Regions from separate parts of the Mus musculus genome. Here region 1 is linked to region 2. Evidence: chromatin contacts called from public promoter capture Hi-C data. All regions are on one chromosome and are shown on one strand. The core of a region is the stretch at or near the end of the contact, and the rest is flanking DNA. Distances in the headings are between cores, read along the strand shown.

Evidence for each region. Promoter capture Hi-C pulls out the DNA fragments that hold promoters and counts their contacts.
Region 1: a promoter capture Hi-C map of embryonic stem cells shows a contact between it and region 2. The contact joins the promoter of H2ac18 here to the enhancer-like site in region 2. A contact is called at or near these places in 10 of 39 promoter capture datasets (the C10 cell line, the HPC-7 cell line, cranial neural crest and 6 more), 21 of 484 Hi-C or Micro-C datasets (the C2C12 cell line, CD8 T cells, the G1E-ER4 cell line and 11 more), 12 of 115 datasets of contacts at active chromatin or transcription factors (the HPC-7 cell line, bone marrow-derived macrophages, embryonic stem cells and 3 more) and 4 of 9 other capture datasets (adipose tissue, embryonic stem cells, liver and 1 more).

What each region holds. Positions count from the first base shown.
Region 1 is chr3:96,242,160-96,248,427 of GRCm38.p6, reverse strand. It overlaps H2ac18 (H2A clustered histone 18), which reads right to left and starts at 2,931. Exons shown (of 1, transcript NM_013549.2): 1 at 2,376-2,931. The coding sequence starts at 2,847. The coding sequence ends at 2,455. H3c14 (H3 clustered histone 14) reads right to left here and starts at 1,743. Exons shown (of 1, transcript NM_178216.3): 1 at 1,080-1,743. The coding sequence starts at 1,542. The coding sequence ends at 1,132.
Region 2 is chr3:96,081,449-96,087,694 of GRCm38.p6, reverse strand. No RefSeq gene overlaps it. Among named protein-coding and RNA genes, the nearest start is that of Gm30044, 20 kb to the left of the region's middle. Within about 2 kb of position 4,779, at least 17 of the 459 cell types and tissues checked have an H3K27ac peak or open chromatin away from gene starts, as enhancers often do. A contact at or near this core is called in the G1E-ER4 cell line, the HPC-7 cell line, bone marrow-derived macrophages and 1 more, where this site is marked.

The DNA.
Region 1 (6,268 bases), core at 1,682-4,181, 160 kb before region 2:
AGGATCAGGTTTCAATTCCCAGAACCCACATGGCATCTATAACTCCAGTTCCAGGGGATCCATCAGCCTCTTTTGGCCTCCTCAGGTACCAGGTAGCCATATGATACATACATATATACATATGTGCAAAATGCATTCATACATATAAATCTAAATTTTTTAAAATTTAAATGGATTTTCAAGATTCTCCTTCTAGATTGTTACTTAGTGACAGTGAGAAACCTTGCTAAACATGTAATCTTAGACCAGGGTTGTTGAGGGTGTTAACTAAGGCAAGAAAGAGTCTGGACAGAAGAATAGTGTTATACAACTCAAAAGCATTTGTAAAGTATTTGGTGATTTGTGAGTTTTGAGCAAAGGACAAGGAACTTCTAATAGATGAGAGGGGGGAAAGGAAAGTTATCTATCAGTAAAGTGGATAATCTGAAATTAGGACAATTAGAATGGAACCAAAGGAACGTTGTTTGTAGGTCAGCCTTTTACTATGTGGTACCTCTAACACACACACACGACTTACATACCATCATCATAGTAATTAAATTTGAATGGAGTAACTCACCTGATAGCAGGCAGATAAGATACTCAATGCTAAAACTTAAAACCTGTAATGTAATGAACACGAGGATCTCCCAAGTAAACTATCAAAACATTGGAAGGTGGCTGTAAACATCTACTCCAAAAACATAGAAAAGCAACGCATGTTAGCAATAAAGTATACTAATTTGTAAAGGGCAATATAAGTAGCCTTGCAAGGCCTGACACTTGGCTTCAATGAGCCAGGTGCTCATTTTAAAAAAAGAAAAAGCTCTATCATGTCAAATTACATTAGAAGGGAACGAAAAAGATAAAAGAAAAACGAATTAAGACTGATGTTAGAAGAGGAATGCAGAGGTTGAGCACCTGGATAAGATATTTTAGTCACTGCGCTCGCAATTGCCCCCGAAATTAGCACATTCTTAAGCGACTATAGGCAACTATTAAAAGAGGCTCGGTGGACAGTAAGCACCAGCCACTGCAGAAACCTAGAAGAATGCAAAGGCAATTTAAGACAAAAAGCTGAATAGCTCTTTCCGGGAAGCTGTGGTGGCTCTGAAAAGAGCCTTTGTGGGGAATGGATGGGAGACAGGGCGCTTAAGCGCGCTCCCCACGGATGCGGCGGGCCAACTGGATGTCCTTGGGCATGATGGTGACGCGTTTGGCGTGGATGGCGCACAGGTTGGTGTCCTCGAACAGCCCCACCAGGTAGGCCTCGCTCGCCTCCTGCAGCGCCATGACGGCCGAGCTCTGGAAGCGCAGGTCCGTCTTGAAGTCCTGCGCGATCTCGCGCACCAGGCGCTGGAACGGCAGCTTGCGGATCAGCAGCTCGGTCGACTTCTGGTAGCGCCGGATCTCCCGCAGCGCCACGGTGCCGGGCCGGTAGCGGTGCGGCTTCTTCACGCCGCCCGTGGCCGGGGCGCTCTTGCGGGCGGCCTTGGTGGCCAGCTGCTTGCGCGGGGCCTTGCCGCCGGTGGACTTGCGGGCAGTCTGCTTCGTACGGGCCATGGCGAAGACGGAAGACACCCAAACGAGGAGCACTCGGGGACCTGATACCGGCCCGAGCCGGCCGCCTTTATAGGCGCAGTCTTCCCCGCGGCGGGGCGGAGACAGCGACTTGAAACTCCCGCGCTGCCGCGCCATTGGCCGTGGCGTCACCGGCCCCGACCTCGCCCATTGGCTCGGGCCCGCCACGCCACCTGACCCGCCCCCCCCCGCCCCCCACGTCCAGCCCCGCGCCCGGTCCACTTGCCAACGTTCTGCGAGGGTGGAGCCACGTCTGGCAGCTGCCCGTAGAGGGCGGGTCCCGGCTCTGCCCAAGAGGAGCTCGCGCGCCCCCGCCCGCCGCCCAAAGTCCCAGGGCAGAACTAATCTAGTGTTTGTGCAGCACCGCCCAGCCACAGCCACAGTCCCAGCCCCAGTCCCCCATGATCCCTAGAGCCGGCCGCGTCCAGTCCTCGCGGGACACCTCCTCCTCCTAGACATTCCCCAAGGACCGGACGAGAGCGCGGCTGACTGCGACTTATGTCTAGATTGGCCTAGACGTCCTAGTTGAGTCTTAGTCCTGGGAAGGGTCAGGCGGGTGGACGCTGAGTGAGGGACAGTGTTGTGTAGGACAAGGGTGTGGGCAGATAGGGGCTAAATGCTTGGGACGGTCAGCGAGAACCGCGTATCCGCTCCGCCGAGGCAGGGCATGAACCAAAGAGCGACAACAAACTACCAGGGGGAACCACGGGCAGGATGGGCAAGGAAGCAGAGGACACGACACTCTTACTTTTGGGGCAGGGCCAGGAAAGGCCACCAAGACCGGCTACCGTGACACAACTCTTTATCTGATTCAGTGGGTGGCTCTGAAAAGAGCCTTTTTAGGAGCTCGCGGGGGTTATATCACAGAGACGCGGGCCGACGCGAGCAGTGGCCTCACTTGCCCTTCGCCTTATGGTGGCTCTCCGTCTTCTTGGGCAGCAGCACGGCCTGGATGTTGGGCAGGACGCCGCCCTGCGCGATCGTCACTTTGCCCAGCAGCTTGTTGAGCTCCTCGTCGTTGCGGATGGCCAGCTGCAGGTGGCGCGGGATGATGCGCGTCTTCTTGTTGTCGCGGGCCGCGTTGCCCGCCAGCTCCAGGATCTCGGCCGTTAGGTACTCCAGCACCGCCGCCATGTATACCGGCGCGCCGGCACCCACACGCTCCGCGTAGTTGCCCTTGCGCAGCAGCCGGTGCACACGCCCCACCGGGAACTGTAGCCCGGCCCGGGAAGACCGCGACTTGGCCTTGGCGCGGGCCTTGCCTCCTTGCTTGCCACGACCGGACATCACGAAAGCGCAAACAGACGAACGGCCACAACCAGGAAACGGTACTCCGGCGCCGACGCCTCACTCTTTTATAGACGCAGACCCGATTGTCCGCCCGACGCTCTCATTGGCTCACACGCGTCCTGACGCCGTGGCCAATAGGAGCGCGCGGACAGAAGCCTCTCATTTACATAAGACCGGCTCCCTCGCCCCGGCGCCGCCCTGGAACGCGCGAATCACGACGCGCGTGCTCGGTGGCTTCATTTGCGTGCGGCCGTCGTTGCGACACTCCGCGGGTCGCCGGGCGGCTGGGCCTGCTCGCTGTTTCTCCTGCTGAGGAAGCTAACAGGAATAGAGCCGGTAGCACGCGTAAACTTGGCCACAGGGCATGGTGTACCAGGTGTAGGTGACTGGCACAGGCTGTGAGTTCTTTCCTCAGCTCCATCTTTGTGCCCAAACTGGCGAGTCGTCCCGGCAGAGCCAGGCAGCCTTACCCTGTTTCCTGTATGAAACCACCCACGGTGTCTCTGCTGCTTCCTGGGTTTTTTGTTTTTTTGTTTTTTTCTCTTCTACCTCCCATTGACATTAGAAATCATTTCTACTCAAGTTACATGTGCCCTTGAATGAGGAGTATTAAGTGTAGGGGTATCTTTCGACTTTGCAGGGGAGTTACATAAAATTAGTGTTAATATATTGTCAGAATGTAGGAAAGCATTAGGCAGTCCATTTATTAAAGTATCAGCATCGGAGGCGTCTGTGAAGTAACTTGTCTTTTGGGTCAGAAATTGCTTAACTTGGATCTTGTTATTTTTTAGTGCAGTTTTCAGTTTACATACGGTGACTAAATTTCCTGTTTCAGGTCACAAGATTTAAGAGGGATTTACGTACAGCTTGTTAAAGATTGAAGTCTTAATGGCACTTTGTATGTTATTTCATTGTAGTTTGGCATATTCTGGGATGTAGGTCAATGGCACAGTACTTTCCTAGTTATATACGAGGTCTTAAGCACCACACCAGAAATTCAATCAGAATTGTTTAGCCACACAGACATTGTTGCTTGTTTTCTGTTTGCCTTAGTTTCACTCCCCCCACCCCCTGTTTCCCTGAGTGTCTCCCACCTGCCTTTGCTGCTCTTCAGTCAGCTCTGCCTCTCCTTTGGCCCTGTCACATTGCTATTCCCATAGTGTCAATGCTCTTCTCTCATCCCTGCAGATTGGGTCCCAGGCTACCTTGGGTATTTCTGCTCCAAGTTACCACATGCTTCTAAAAACAGAAAGAGATACACTTGAGCCAGACTCTTGTATAATTAACTCCCAGGGAACGTCCTAAACAAGTATCTACCCAAGGGTATGGAAGTGGTTTGGCTCCACACTGAGCTGCTTCGGGAACATTGTCCCTAAAGAAGCAGGCTCTTCTGAAAAACATAAATAGGTTAGCTGAAAGCTGACTGTAAGTGTGGTGTCTCTGTCTTCGCTTGATGTCTGTCTCCTTTGGCTAAAGGCAGAGTGAAGTTACTGTTTTACCTTTCACTTGCATCATAGCAAATGAGGGCCGTTACCCACGAGGTCAGGGCCACTCCCTAGAGTACAAGTGAGAGTCAGAGTGATATCTTCCCGAATCTTGCAGGTTCAAACCGTAGCACTGACCAGAGAACCATGCATCTGCCTCCTAGGATTCCTTAATTTTGCTAACATCTTGCCTGCCCAGGTTCCTCCTCTACTTAAGGCTTCAAGCTCATTCATGTCAATATCTGTAGATAGACAGATTTTCGGGGGGTGGGGTTTGCTGGGCCTATATTCTTCTCAATATAGCTTCTTGACTAAATCTCTGATTTTTCTTTTAGACACGTGGTTGAGCCTTGCCTTAGGGTGTCTACAGCCCAATCCTTTACCCTCAAACCTTTGGCTACTTGTTCATTTTGTTGCATATCATGAGGACACTGGCATTGGTTTACAACTTCAGGCTTTGTGGACAGGCTGAAGTGAAAGCTATGTTGGTTGACAGTACTGATTTTGTTACCCTACTAGGTGAAGGAATAAACCTTGGAACTAAGTTGATAATGACATATATATATATGACAATACCTTGGAATGGGGGGAATGCATTTGTGGGGTGAGATGGTGGAAAGGTTGTGAACAGTCAGTGGCAGAATGTGTGGCCATTTCCACAGTGAACTGTGGTAGCTCCAGCTGCACTAGGATTTCTGCAGCTCTTGAAACTGGATTTATTTTAGCAAACAGGAAATGGCTTCAGTGCAAGAATTAAGTGGATCCTGTCTTTCACCTGTGTATCAAGTGTCAGTGGGAAGTCAGTGTGCCTTCGTTAGATATGGTCAGTGTATTTAAGATGTGTAAACATGTGCTTTGAATGGTAGCTTAGTAAATGTAGCATTGCACCATGGTATATTTGACCTAATATGACTCCTATATTGTAACAGTTTTATTCTTTTTGTTTTTTAAAGACAGTTTTTGTGTGTGGCTTCTTTTTTTCCTTTCTTTTTTTGGGGGGGGGGGGTATAGGCTGTTTTTTGTTTTGTTTTCTAGACAGAAACTCTTAAAAGAGTCCTACTTAGCAAAGGTAGTTTTGAAATAGATGTGATGGTTGTTTTTGGTTGTCAACTTGAGCACATCTGGAATTAGTTAAAACCCTAGGGGCTGGGAATACCTCTGAGGCATTTGAAGTGGGAAAATCCACATTTTTGGGACAGTGTGTGAATGCTTGCTACTTCTTAAACTTTTTTGACTATCTCCAACCAGGACTTTGATGATTATGTTTAGGGCTTATTCCGAAGTTAATCCAGGATAACCTCTCAGAATTGAATAGACAAGTCCTTTTCCTCTCTTAAATATTGATGGGTTCTGAAAAATTGGACTATTCACAGCCTACCATAGCCATCAACTACTGCTATAGCTTGAACTGTTTCCACACAAAAGATGTTCTGTTGCTTCAACAAAAGCAGCATGGCCAAAAAGCGAGTTGCAGAGGAAACATTTCCATATCATTGGAGGAAGTCAGGACCGGAACTCAAGCAGAGCTGGAACTTGGAGACAGGAGCTGATCCAAGGGCATGGAGAGGTGCTGTTTAATGTCTTGCTCAGTCTGCATTCTTATAGAACCCAGGACTACCAGCCCAGGGATGGCATACAACCCACAATGAGTTGGGCCCTACCCCATCAATTGCTAATTGAGAAAAATACCTTACAGTTGGGTCTCAGAGAGGCCATTCCTCCACTGAAACTTCTCTCCCTGCGATGACTAGTTTGTGTGAGGTTGCCACATAAAACCAGCCAAAACAAGTCAAACCCATACATAGCCTCACAGCCTGCTCTCTTAGCCTGTTCTCGTGTCTCAGAAAACAGTATGGTACCTTACTATGACAATCTTAAGAATGCAACTGCTAAAAATTCTAATTATTGAAATTTATAAATAAAACTTTCAGGTT
Region 2 (6,246 bases), core at 3,530-6,029:
ATGGCCTGTAATAATCTTTTTGGGTGCTATTTTGTGCAGTTTGAGAATTCTGTTTTCATCAGGTTGTAAACTGACCCTGAGAGTTCTTTTTCTTTTCTGGGCTAAGTCATACTTATTTCTCTGTCTCAATTTTAGAGTATAAACTGTATGAAGGTAGGAACTGTCTCATTAATTGATCTCTGAGCTGTAAGACTTGACAGGAAGTAAAGAATATAGGATCATCTGGGCGTGGCCAGGCCTGGGATCCCAGAAGTCAGAGTCATCATGAGTCATGTTGGTATACACTGAAGACTTCAGGGCAGTCAGGGCTGATGAGACTCTACCTCCCCACCCACCCCTCCACTTTCGAATATTAGATAAACAGCTCTCCCTCTCTACTTCAACTTTTCTTTCTTTTTTTTTTTTTTTTTTTTCTTTCTTTTTTTTTTTTTTAGAAATCAAATTGTTTTATTTTCTCTAAATCCCTCCAAGCCCAGGAAAAAGGAGTCAGCCGTGGGGATCACTTCACTAAGCAGTTCAAGTATGAGCAACCTCCAAACTTGTCACCATCATAGCTTAGTGATGCCCCCGGAGGGGCAGCAGCTGAGGAGTGAGAGAAAGGGAGGGTGGAGGCTGCCTGGGGTGGGGGCCTCCTCACTGTCTTCATCTTCACACCAGCTACACTGCATCTCATACTCCTGCTGTAGGGTCATCTGCTCTGAGGCTGTCAGATGCTGCAATTCTTCTGACTTCATCCGCTCGTGGTACCTGGGCACGTGCTCGGAGGTGTAGGGTACCAGGACCACCTTCTTGCCCACTAGCATGGTGTTCTGATTCAGCTTCATTGTAGCTGCCTGTTTCCAACCCTAGCCTCCAGCGTCCAGAGTCCACGTCACTCGGCTCTGGCCCTTCCGTTTTCCTGTCTCCAAGCCCCACTCAAAGTTCTCAGGCCTCAGCCCTTTGCGTGGTTCCTCGGCCGTCTAAGCGCCGTAGTTTGCAAAGTGCAAAGCTCACAACCACCCCCTGCCCTACTTCAACTTTTCAAAGCCTTGTATTGGTAATTATTGTATTTCTTTCTTGTCTCCCTTACTAAATTATTGTATTTTTCACTTGGGCTTAACAGGAAGAATCTAAAGGATAGTTGTTGAATAAATTAAAGAACATGTCAAGTGACTTGATAGAGGAATGTGCCACCATATTTTAGGTGACCAGGGCCAGGCCTACAGCAGACTTTTCTCAGTGACAGGCCCTGCCCTGTGCTCACTGATTTATGCTTGCTGATTCCAGCTTAAGTGAATTCTGGGAGCCTGCAGGCCTGGTTCCTCCTGTTGACCTCCCTCCACCTCTGTAAAACTCACCTTCTTATTTCTCATTCCTCTGGGCCTAAGCTTTCAGCCAGCAAGTCACATAAACTAATTCTCATTTACAGAGCAGCAGTTAGAGGATCCCAAAGCAGCGCGTACAGACAATAAATGTGGAGTGTTTTTATAAACAAAATAGTGTGCTTTTCCTGATTATTAAGCTGCATGCTTATAATAGAAAAATTAAGCACCAGAATCCACAAGGAAAATAAAAAGCACATGCAAAACCCAGATAAGTCATAACTCATAATATCTTTATTTTAATAGGGTGTAGCAGTCAAGAGACAGTCCCTACTGCCTGAACCTGAGTCTTGACTCTTTACCGTTTACTTATTTGGCCTTAGGGAGGTTATTTAATCTCTTGCTGTCTCAGCTCTACCACTTGAGAGACAAGGATAGGGCTGGTAGTCATTAGTTCTGTGTAGACTGCATTAGTTAGTATATGTGCTTAACGCAATTCCTGACCATGGTATGGCCTCTGTATTTTCTATTATTATTCTATTTCTATTATTATTTCTATATATTATTTCTACTATTATTATTAACTATTCCAAATAGTTAAGACAGACCAACCAGTGGACAAAAAAGGGATATACCTATAAACATACTTACTTTTAAAAAAATTGGAAACAAGACTAGAGAGATGGTTAGTATTTCATCTATATATTCTTTACTTCCTATGTATAAAAAGGACTCCTTCTGGGGGCCTAGAAAGATGGCACAGCAGGTAAGATCCCTGACTGCTCTTCCAGAGGCCCCGGGTTTGATTCCTGACACCCACATGCTGGCTCATGACTACCTGTAACTCTAGTTCCAGGGCATCCAGTGCCCTCTTCTGGCCTCCACAGGCACCAGGCACATACATGGTACACAGACATACATGCAGGCAAAACACTCATACACATAAAATAATTTTTTAAATTCTGGAATCATTTTATACCTGCGCTTGCTTTTCTTTCTGTGGCACTGGATACAGAGCCCAGGTCCCCACTCACACCAGGAAGAGCTCTGCCTGACCAAGACCCCCAGGACCTAGTTATACCCTTATTTGCTTTTGTCACTTCAAAGTACATCATAAGTATCTTTCCACAGCTTAGTCTTCAGCAGTATACTTGTAGACAAACTTCCTAAACCCCACTTGACCACAGTCCTCACCACTCCCTATACCATCACACTCAGTTACTTGATAACCATCTAAAGGCATGCGAGACTTCTGTACACCCAAACATGATTTGTAGCAATTGCATATTACTTCCTTTGTGTTATGACCATTCCTTCCTCCTCTTCTTTCTCTATCTCCCTTTTTCCCTCCTTCTTCCCCCCTTATTATCATTGTATTATTGAGAATCAAACCCAGAGCCTTAACCATGCTAGGCAAGTACTCCACACTCGACTATTAAGATACATACCTAATCCTTTTCTTTTTTTTTTTTTTAGATTTATTTTTAATTGTATGTATGCCTGTGTGTCTACATGTGAGTATGTGCACATGAGTGCAAGTGTCCTCAAAGGCCAGAAGAGGGCGTTGGATCCTCTGGGGCTGGAGTTACTGGCAGCTGTGAGCCACTTAGTGTGGGTGCTGGGAACTGAACACTGGTCCTTTGAAAGACTGATACCTGCATTACTGCTGAGCCACCTCTCCAGCTCTACCACCCCCAGCCCTTATTCTTAGCCGGCCTCTATTGTTAGACATTTAAGTGGTCTAACTCATTCTCACGCATGGAAGAATGTGCCCATCCACCCAGCCTTGAGAGGCTGATTCAGACCTTGTGTTCGTCACAGCCGCTAGCCCACCTAGGGTGGAATCTTCCTATCAGGGTAAAGTCCATTGTCCTGCCACATCTGCTGCTTCCTCCAAGACTCCACTACCTGCTGAGAGGCTGAACTTGTTTTCCTGATGAGATCCTGGCAAAGTGGGGGATGGGTTCCCACCCCTTTATAAGCTCAGGCTCATAGTAAACATTGGTCGTTAATCAGAAACTTTGTCTTGGTCTCATTCTTCTCTTGCTGTCTACCCACACAGCCCGAGCTTTCCGTTCAGGAACCCAGGAACCCGCGGCCGCTGGTGGCTCCAGAAGAAGTCTTTTTATGTATGGGTGTCTTGCCTGCATGTGTGTCTGTACATCACATGCTGTATGTGTGGTGCAGCAAGGAGTCCAGAAAAGGGGATTAAATCCCCTGAAACTGGAGTTACAGTTGGTTTTAAGTTGACATGTGAGTACCCAAAACTGAACCCAGGATTTCTGCAAGAGCAGCCAGTGCTCTTAACCACGGAGTTATTTCTCCAGCCCAGAATCTTAACCCTGATCTTCAGTGACATCCACGATTATTGAAGTTTCCCTATGCTTCAAAGATACTGTTAGTGGTATGTAATTAGAGTAAGAGACAGAATATTTTTGGTCTCTGCTAACCTCTGTCATTAAAACCCAGAGTTAGCATGAGTCTAACTGCTTTTAGGTGTCACCTTTTGCTTGTCACGGTGACCCTCACAAGATCAGCATTATTCAGTATTGTACTGAACAGAACTGAGGGTCGGATGGGTTCAAGAAATTCGCGTAACATCAGATATGGTGGGTAGTGCATGACTGTAACCATACCTGAGGAGGCGGGAACAGGGTGATTGTGAATTTGAGGGTGGCCCAAGAAAAATAGTGAGACCCTATGAAAGAAAAGAAGGGAGGGAGGGAGGGAAGGAGGGAGGGAAAGAGAAAAGGGAGGAAGAGGAAAATATTGTGTGAAGGTATATAACAATAAACATAAAAGTCAAAATTCAAGCCCAAATTAAAATTAAAGCACATATCTAGGTACCTCTAATAATTCTCTTTTGTTTAGCACTTTTATTTAATGCTTTGGTTTTTTGAGTATTTTGTCTGCCTGTATGTATGTGCATAACATGTGTGCCCGGTGCTCATGGAGCCCAGGAGAAGGCATTGGATCGCTTGGTACTGACGTAGATGGTTGTGAGCAGCTATGTGGGTGGAGACCCAAACCTGGGCCCTCTGTGAGAGCAGCAAAGTTTTAAGTTTAACAGCTGAGCCCTCCCTCCAGTGCCTTGCTTAGCACTTTTAGTTTGTTGTAAAGGCATCCATATAGAATGGCCCTAACAAGGGTGTGGCTACAGCGAAAAGGCACTGTAACCAATTCATAGCTTAGGCCAGGACAACAGCGCTCACCAGAGAATGTGCAAAAAACAAAGGACCCAGGACCCATTGTGTTCTCCCGAGGTCGGAACCAGCACCCTATCGCTCTCAGAACTTAAAATCGCTCCCGTAAGCACTTTCAGCTAGATGTAGATGAAAGTACTATAGATTTTCCGCTTGCTTAGGCTTCTCTGGCTGCAGCAGGAATGCCAATGACAGAGCCGTGACGGGCCCTCTGGCCAACTCCAGCACAGCCTCATTCAGCAAGTTTGTCCTTTTTCTGCTGTTGCTCCCAGCTGACAGAGCTACTTTTAAAAAGGAAGTCATTTCTGCAAACCCATTTGAAGCAAGCTCATTCCTCTCTGGTGGTTGGCAGATAAGACTCTGGCAGAATAATCTAGAAATCTCTCTTCCAGCGCTAAAATAGAAGTGCTTGAGTTTTTAGTTGCTTTTTGCGTTGTTGTGCTGGTAAAGTATAAATATATTAGCAGGCCTTGGTTTATCCAAAATAACATACTTTGGATGTTGCAGTTTTTAATTTTATAATTAATAATGGATTTTTAAGATGTCAGCGCACTTTGCAGCACTGAAATTCATTGCATGATTAATTTAAGCAGCTTTCTTCATACATCACCCTCTTAATAGCCATCTAGTACTTAAAGACTTTCTGATGAACAACATAAGCTAAGTGTAAGAAGACAGTAAGCACTTGAATCCGACTAAGGGGCAGAGGGCGAGTACAGGATGGGGGTCATGGATACCCCAGCAAAGTAAGGACATTTGGAACACTTAGTGTCCTCTAGCATTGAACTATCAGTCTTTAGAAAAGAGAAAAAAACAGTTTGACACCCCATCTTGAGAGTGCTCATCAGCACATGTCTCTGTGAGCCTCCTCCTGTAGGTTACATCTTTTTTTGTTTTTGTTTTTTTGCTTTTAGATTTTTTTTTTTTTTGAGCACATGGAAGAGTGTTTTTGTCTGCAAGGACATGTGTGCCTCACATTGCTTGGTACCTAGAGAGGCCTGAGCAGGGTGTCAGGGGAGGGGACCTGGAATTAGAGGTGGTTGATTGCCACCATGTGAATGCTAGGAACCAAACCAGGTCCTCTAGATGAGTCAGTGCTCTTGACTGCTGAGCTAGCTCTCAAGCCCCCATGAATCTCTGTTTCAACACAGGATACCTTACCATGAAGATTCTGGCCTCAACATACTGTTGGTTTTATCATCATCATCATCATGGAGATATGAAAGATTAAAATGCAGAAAAATTGCTAACTATAAAAAAATGGGACAGTCATTGACATCCATAGCTGACAGTTGTAATAACACCCTTCTCTTCCTGTGACTGAAATGGTCTCTGCTTTGTCTCCTTCGAGCAGCCTCCACAGAACTGCTGGCCAATAGCGATAACAGCAGGCACTCTTGTTGCCTGGCCTTCTGATGTCTCAAAATCAAATATAGCGTTTATGCTTGTCTTATTCAGGGTCTCTATTCCTGCACAAACATCATGACCAAGAAGCAAGTTGGGGAGGAAAGGGTTTATTCGGCTTATACTTCCATGCTGCTGTTCATCACCAAAGGAAGTCAGGACTGGAACTCAAGCAGGTCAGGAAGCAGGAGCTGATGCAGAGGCCATGGAGGGATGTTCTTTACTGGCTTGCCTCTCCTGGCTTGCTCAGCCTGCTCTCTTATAGAACCCAAGACTGCCAGTCCAGAGATGGCACCACCCACAAGGGGACCTCCCCCTTGATCACTAATTGAGAAAAT